Linked DNA regions of Ovis aries: region 2 is linked to region 1. A link is a contact called in public Hi-C data. All regions are on one chromosome and are shown on one strand. The core of a region is the stretch at or near the end of the contact, and the rest is flanking DNA. Distances in the headings are between cores, read along the strand shown. Region 1 has its middle 23 kb from the start of ARAP3. Region 2 holds the start of PCDH12 (protocadherin 12).

What was found. Hi-C and Micro-C count contacts between places; a contact is called where the count stands out from the background.
Region 2: a contact with region 1 is called in a Hi-C map of liver, with 3 times the contacts expected there. The contact joins the promoter of PCDH12 here to the enhancer-like site in region 1. A contact is called at or near these places in 7 of 16 Hi-C or Micro-C datasets (hypothalamus, liver, mesenteric adipose tissue and 3 more).

Annotation. Positions count from the first base shown.
Region 1 is chr5:50,454,995-50,458,743 of ARS-UI_Ramb_v3.0, forward strand. No RefSeq gene overlaps it. Among named protein-coding and RNA genes, the nearest start is that of ARAP3, 23 kb to the left of the region's middle. Within about 2 kb of position 1,762, at least 4 of the 54 cell types and tissues checked have an H3K27ac peak or open chromatin away from gene starts, as enhancers often do. A contact at or near this core is called in liver, where this site is marked.
Region 2 is chr5:50,677,077-50,680,877 of ARS-UI_Ramb_v3.0, forward strand. PCDH12 (protocadherin 12) reads right to left here and starts at 1,714. Exons shown (of 4, transcript XM_015096111.3): 1 at 1-1,714. The coding sequence starts at 1,372.

The DNA of each region.
Region 1 (3,749 bases), core at 512-3,011:
ATTTGCGTGCTTGAAGGCCACTCTCAAGTACCTACTGACGCCAGGGCAGACAGAAAATCACGTGTGGGCGCTTCTATTCCACAATGCCTGCTATTGGGCTGAGTATGAAGGCAGGGATGGGGGAGGTGTATCTGTCTAAACAGCTGTCAGTGTGTGTGTGTGCGTGTGTGTGTCTATCACTGACCCAGTGCGGGAGCGACTAAGTATGTGTGTCTGCCTCACGCCTCCTAACACCTTTATTAGCAATGGTGAGCTGGCCATGGATCAGCAATAGTCCTCACGTGGGCCTGGCGCCTCTGTCCATTTGTGTTTCGCCAGAGCTCCGTCCAGGAAGCAGAGCCAGCACTCCCACTTCCATTTTATATATGATGATATTAATAGCCATAGCTGACACGACTGTGTGTTTACTGTGTGAAAACCATGTGCATACACTGCCTGATTAAATATCCTCAGAATTTTCTCCTCACCTCCATTTTACAGAAAAACAATTACCCAAGGGCACACGGCTTGGAAATAGCAGAGGTGGGATCAGAGCCCTGTTCTCCTGATCTTCTGTCCCTGTCCCGGACCATTTTAGCCTCTTCTGCCTCCTTACATCCAAAGATGCAAGAGCTACAGAGCTACCATGTGAGCAGTAACCTGGCCCTATGGAAGCAGCCCCATCTCCTGAGTTCAAATGGTGAACGCTGCCCCTTCATCCCCACATCTTTATACCCTGGCTGCACTTCGTTTTGCAGGGCAGTGCCCCTGAAATCCTGAGCATCTGCCATCTGAATGCTGCAGGCCCCTGCCCACAGCAAGCACAGGTGCACCCCTAAATCCTTCCAGAGTGGAGGCTCCTCCCACCTCTGTCTCAGAGCCTCACTTGGTCAGAACAGCCAGGGGAGGCAGGATCGATGTGCAGAGAAGTCAGTAATAATCCCCGCGCAGGCAGCCAGGCTTCTGTATAAAGACAGATTAAAAACTCATCGGGTTGAGATGAGAAAATAATTCAGCCTGTTGGCCACAGTGGGAAAGCCTGGGGCTGCAGATGCTGGTGGTGGCACATGGGAGGGGGTGCCAGGGAAGGGAGCGGCACCCAAGAATGGTCTTGGGAATCTGCACCCCCCGCACACCTCAGTTTCTCCCCCAGAGCCACCATCCTTTACTGCCTGCCTTGAAGCCAAGGCTGACAAATTCTACTCCCCAGGGAGCAGTGAGGGGAAAGCAGGCGGGGAAAAGCTGAGAGCACTTGCTGCCTGGTTCCACACCCTTGTTTATTTCCTCCACAGCACTCATATTATTTTGCTTATTTATTTGTTTACTTGTGTACTGTCTATCTCCTCACCTAGACCATAAGCCCCAGGAGGTCAGGGACCCGTTGATCTCCTGTACTGAAGTATCCCCCCAGTTGTTGCTGTTGTTTAGTCTCTAAGTCGTGTCCACTCTGCCACCCCAGGATTATATCTCACAAGGCTCCTCTGTCCACAGGATTTCACAGGCAAGAATACTGGACTGGGTTGTAGGGATTTCTTAATGGGGACTATGGAATGAATGAATGCATAGACTTGAATCTTGCCTCTTGCCACCAAGATTTAGAGGTGTAACCTCGCTGGCCCTCCATTCCCTTAACTGAAAAATGGGCACGGTGGTATCCTCCAAAGAGCTCAGCCCAGCGACGGGGCTCCTAGGAAGCTCTTTGTGAAGGATTTTGTTAAACTGATTAGGGAAGAAAATAGAAGCCTTGCCTGACATGAGAGGCGCCATCAGGGGGCGCCCTTGTGCAAGGCGCTGGGTGTGCTGCGCCCTCCGCCGGCTCCAGGGTGAGCGCATCGGAGACCGCCCCCACACCCCCGCCCGCATCTTTGGAGAGTTACCTCCTCCCCTCTCCGTCCAGTTCACACGCCCACCCCAACTCCAGCGCGCGTCCCGGCTCCCGGGACCGTCTACGGCGCCCTGTGCCCCTCCCCCACACCCGGCCCAGACTCCTTCCGCCCACGCGGCTCCATATGCTGGGAAGAGCCTCCTACTCCCCATCTGTCGATTCACTTCCTAGCCCGGTTCCCCCGCTCCGCCGCCGTCCCCTCCTCCGGGAAGCCGGTCGTGGTTGAGGGAAGGAGAGCCGAGGTCTCCCAACAACTGCCTTCTTCTGCCCACTTCCCCAACGACCCAGAAATGGCTTTGGGAAAATGCTGATGCCCTGTGCAGACGACCCCTAGGGCCAAGCTCTGAGTCTAGGGTCACGATGTGCGAACACTTGCAAGGGAGAGCTCTGCGCGCACCTGAGACCGGTGGGCAAACTTGTCGAGGCGGGTAGTGAAAGCGCCAGGAAGGACCCCCTTGGGTCAGGCCCGCTGGCGGGGGAACAGACTGCTCCGCAGGTCCCCGTCACACGCAGGTGCCAAATCCTGGGGTCACAGCTTCCGAGCAGAAAGCTAAGGGACGGGTGCACAGCCAGGGAGGGAGCCACGGTCTCCAGGGGCGTACCCACTGCCTCTGGAGCTTCGTGCGGGGGCGCACAGCCTGCTTTTCTTGCCTGAAGGAGGGGACTGGTTTCATTTCGCAGATTGATTATTGCTGTATAGTGTGAGTGTGTGTGTGTGGTGTGTTTGGGCGTTGTTAGTTTTTTTTTTTTTTTTAATGTACCTTGCTTGTCTAATGAATGTTTGATTGCACCTACATCCGGAGGCTGTTTTAATGAAAGGTGAAGGCTCTGGAAGGGAAATAAATAAATAAAGGATCGTTCCCCATCCCTGGGGCACCCCCCTCCTTCCTAACAACAACCCTCCATCCACAGCTGTCTTCTGAAGCCCATGCCCTCACGGAAGAATTCTGTTTCTGTTTGAATGTTTCCATGTAAATGGTGCTGCTCTCCAGAAGAAATCACATCCTTCAATCGGTCACTCTCAGGACTTTTTTTGAGGGTGCAAAGGGGGAGATGAATGAGCAGAGGGAAGCTCTGAGGGAGCGGAGGGAGGCCCTCCTCTCTGGCCTGAAAGCTGGGATCTCCTCACTGCTTGAGCCCCTTGCCCACGGTGTGCCAGTTTGGGGGCTGGGGGCTGAGGGCAGTGCGCTCACAGAAAGCAGGCACCAGTTACTGCCAGTGTCATCAGTTCAATTCATCAGCTGTTAGTTTAGCATCCAAGTCCTTTTGACCCTGGGGAGTTTACTTAACCTCTGAGAGCCACAGTTACCTCACTTGGAAAATGGAGATAATAAACATGTTTATCTCAAAGATGTGTTGGGAGGATTAAGTGAGATAATGCATGTAATGTGCTTAGTATTGTGCCTCGTGCACAGTAAGCACTCCATAATGTCAGCTGTTATTATCTCCTGAAGGTAGGGGCTTCAGTTCAGTTCAGTCCCTCAGTTGTGTCCGACTCTTTGTGACCCCCACGGACTGCAGCATGCCGGGCTTCCCTGTCTATCCCTAACTCCTAGAACTACTCAAACTCATGACCATTGCATTGGTGATGCCATCCAACCATCTCATCCTCTATCTATCCCTTTCTCCTCCTGCCTTCAATCTTTCCCAGCATCAGAGTCTTTTCCAATGAGTCAGCTCTTCACATCAGGTAGCCAAAGTATTAGAGTTTCAGCTTCAACATCAGTTCTTCCAATGAACACCCAGGACTGATCTCCTTTAGGATGGACTGGCTGGATCTCCTCACAGTCCAAGGGACTCTCAAGAGTCTTCTCCAACACCACAGTTCAAAAGCATCAATTCTTTGGCGCTCAGCTTTCTTTATAGTCCCACTCTCACATCCATA
Region 2 (3,801 bases), core at 464-2,963, 220 kb after region 1:
CAGGTGCATTGTCATTGGCATCACTGATCTGAATGCTGAGCTGTTTCTTGTCTGATAAGGGCTCGAGTCCTTGGTCTTGGGCCAACAGAGTGAGGGTATATTGGGGCCACTGCTCTCTGTCCAGTGTGGCGTTGGTTAGCAGCATGTATGTGTTACCATTGGTCCTTTTCAGCCTGAAGTGGCCCAGCTCTTGGCTCAGCCAACAGTGGACCAGGCCATTGTTTCCTGAGTCCAGGTCATTGGCCATGATGAGAGCAATGAAACTGTCCTTGGGAAGAGCTTCGGACACCAGCAGTGGTTGGGAGGCCCACGTGATATGGATGCTTGGGGCATTGTCATTGACATCCAGAACCTTGATGAGAATCTTGCAGTGGGCTGGGATGGGATTGGGACCCAGATCCCTTGCCTGGACATCCACTTCATAGGCCGGATTCTTCTCGTAGTCTAGGTGCTGGAGCAGAGTCACCTGGCCCGTCTTGGCATCAATACTGAAGGTGTTCAGCACCTCCAGAGGCACGTGCTTACTGAAAAAGTATTCCACCTCCCCATTGGGGCCTTGGTCAGGGTCTGTGGCGGTCAGGTTTATGAGGAGAGTACCAGGGGCAGCATCTTCTTGGATTTCTAGGGCCGGTGAGCTCTCAGTAAACACAGGGCTATTGTCATTGGAGTCCAGGACGCTGACCTTGACCAAGCTGGTGCCTGACTTGGGGGGATTCCCACTATCATAGGCAGTTAACACCAGATCAAAAAATGAGTGGATTTCCCGGTCCAGCTCCTTCACCACCACCAGTTCTGCGTGTTTTGTCTGATCGGGCCCCACAATGACATCCAGGGCGAAGTGCTCACTGGGAGACAGGGTGTAGGAGTGCAGGGTGTTGGGGCCAGTGTCTGGGTCCAGAGCTCTGTCCAGGGGGATCCGGGTGCGCAGAGAGGCGCTCTCGGAGATTTCCAGCTCCTGCTCACCTTTGGGAAACTGCGGCTGGTGGTCATTGATGTCCAGCACCTGGATCTCCACGTGAATAAGCGCCCGCTCCCCTGTGGCCAGCACATCAAAGGACACCAGGCAGGGATCCTGCTGCCGGCAAAGCTGCTCCCGGTCCAACCGCCTCCCTGTGCTGAGCACGCCGTCCTCAGAGTCCACCTGGATGGGGAGTCCCTGGGGCAGCTGTAGGACCTGGAAGGCAGCCCCCGTTTGGCCAGGCCCCTCCTCCCGGCCCCGTTCCTGAGGCAGCTTCCCTATCACGGTGCCAGCCGGCACCTCCTCTGCCACCTGATATCTCACAGTGAGAGTGGCCACCTCCTGACAATCCCCTGAAAGGAACAAGTAGCCAGCTGGCCCCAGAAGTCCCAGAAGTGACAGAAGTCGCATCATGCTTACCACCAGAGTGCGCTAGATCCAGAAACTGCTAGAGTTCTTCAGGGGCTGGGCAAGGCCTCCAGTGTTTCCTGAGGGACCCGATTAGCCCCGTTCTCCTGCCCCCAGACCTGTTGGCACAGCCTCGTCCCATCATTAGATAATGGAACTAACAGAAAGAAAGGCCATTTTCATCAGAAGAGATTTGAGAGGTGCAAGGACCGATGAGGTAAAATCGCCAGGAGAGCCCTGGTACAGGGCACTGTGGGTCCCCGTCAGCCAGTGATGGACAAGAGTCGGTCCAAGAGGAACTGGACCCAGTGAAGCAGGATGTGGGGATCTGACTTCCAAACAGTTGCTGGGCCAGGGAAACAGAGAAGCAGCTTTTTCCTATGGAAACCCCACCTACAGGAAAAGGGAGGGCTGTGAGTTTCTATGCCAATTAGAGAAAGAGAGTTTCCGTGAAGCTGAGTGGACTGCCGCTGAGGAGGATGCGGCTGGGGACAGGCCGGATGGGAAGGTGCTGTCCATGTGGAAGGCGGCCGCTGAGGGGAGGGGAGCCCCTGCTGTGTTCAAGTAAGCAGAGAGCCCGAGCCCCTCCTGGACGAGTCACGCCTCAGCCTCTCTTCCTTCCTTGTCTCTCCTTGTTTCCTTTATCTCCCGTTACTCCTCTCCCACTCCTCTTTCCCACCCTTGTCTACATCTCAGTCTTGACTCTGCCCCAATACCCGTTTTTGTCTCAAGGGAAGCAGAGCTGATTAAGAGAGTGGCCATCAGAGCTGAACTGCCTGGGTTCAAATTCTGACCCTGCAAGTTCCCAGCTGGGTCATATGGGACAAGTCATTCAACCTCTCTGGGCCTCATCTTGAGAGTGAGATGGGAATAAGAACAGTAGACCTCTCAGGCAGAAATCTTGGAGATGAAATGGAATGTGCATGGAAAGCCTGGCCCAGAGTCATGAGCAATGACATTGTTATTGGAGGTGGGTGTTGTGATCTGCAGTCTGGCCTGCCTTGGGACTGGCTCTGGCTCCTGCACTGGCCGTAGGGCAGTCCCTTGCCCACACAGACCAGATCATAAAGGACCCCATGGCCTTGGCTCCTGAAGCACAATGACCTCTCTGACCCAACGGTGTGGCCTCCCTCCCCCTTCCCTTTTGGCTCCCCAGCCTCCTGCCCATTGTTCTCCACATCTGGTCTAGCTTGAGCTCCTATCCTGGGGAATCCCCCAGCCTCCCACTCCTTGGTCTTGGAGGTTTTTATACCTTTCCCTCTCCCACACTTTCCTCTCCCTTTCCTTCCCTTTCTCCAGTTCTTCACTCCCCACTGCAGTTCTTGTCCAAGAGTCCTGTCACAGAGATGAGACCCAGGAGGTGGCCAAGAGGGCAACTGGCTTGGGTGGCCTTGAGGTGGCTTGCTCCTTCTCATTTCCTCCTGCTGCTGCTGCCCCACCATTGTCCAGTCTTGCACTTTACTTTGAGGTTGAGTCCAGAGGTTTGTAAAGCATTTGATATGATGGGAGTTAAGGGTCAACTTTGCCTAGGTAGGTCCTTAGGGCTGGAGGTGCCTGTTGGGACAAAAGTGACTCCAGTCGGGCCACTGGCCTGGAGGCTTGTGGCCATTTGGATGGTATGATGAGGACCTCCTTGGCCTTAGCATCACCTGTGCTCCCCTCTGTACTTTCTTTTCCACACCCTACCCCCTCATATTCTACTCCCTGGAGATTCCCAACAGCACAGGGTCTGAATCCAATGAGGATATTCCCTGGCTCTGGAGACAGACAGAGTACTCACTAGCTTAGAGACATAGCACAAGTCACATGACCTCTTTGGGCCTCAGTTTCCTTCTCTAGTAGAGCATGACTACCCTGCATCTCCTGAGTTTCTGGTAAGGATTCAATGAGATGATACAAGTGAAGGCTCAGTGCAGCGCCTGGCACAGAGAGAGCACTCATTGCATGGGTCTAGTTTACCTGGTATTATTTGCCAGGCTTGATACCCTGAGTGCAAATGGTAAAGATGGTCTTGCATTTGTCCCTTCACTTTTTTCTCTGTCTTCTCCGCCAGGAAGTCTCACTTCCCAGGGTGTCCTCAGCTTGAGCGCAGGCTAGGGCTACCTGTCCTGCAAAGAGAGCCAATGTGGGCCCCAGGTCCTCTGGTGGTAGCCTGTATGGTGGCCCCACTGCCTGACCCTCACTCATCCTGCTGTGTGCAAGGCAGTGAGCAGGACAGAGTGACCCCCAAGGGACTCATAGTTTCAGGTCAGGGTGGGGAAATGAAAGAAGTGGGTCCAGTGGGGTGGCCCTGGATTCAGGTCCTTCTGGAGGACCCTTAGATGTGCCCAGAAGGATGTGGAGGAGTGAGCCAAAGGAGGTGGGTGGGCAGCAGGGAGGCAAGGCAGGGGGAGGGAGCAGGATGGAAGAAGCCTGAGGTGGGTAAGCTGGCTCCT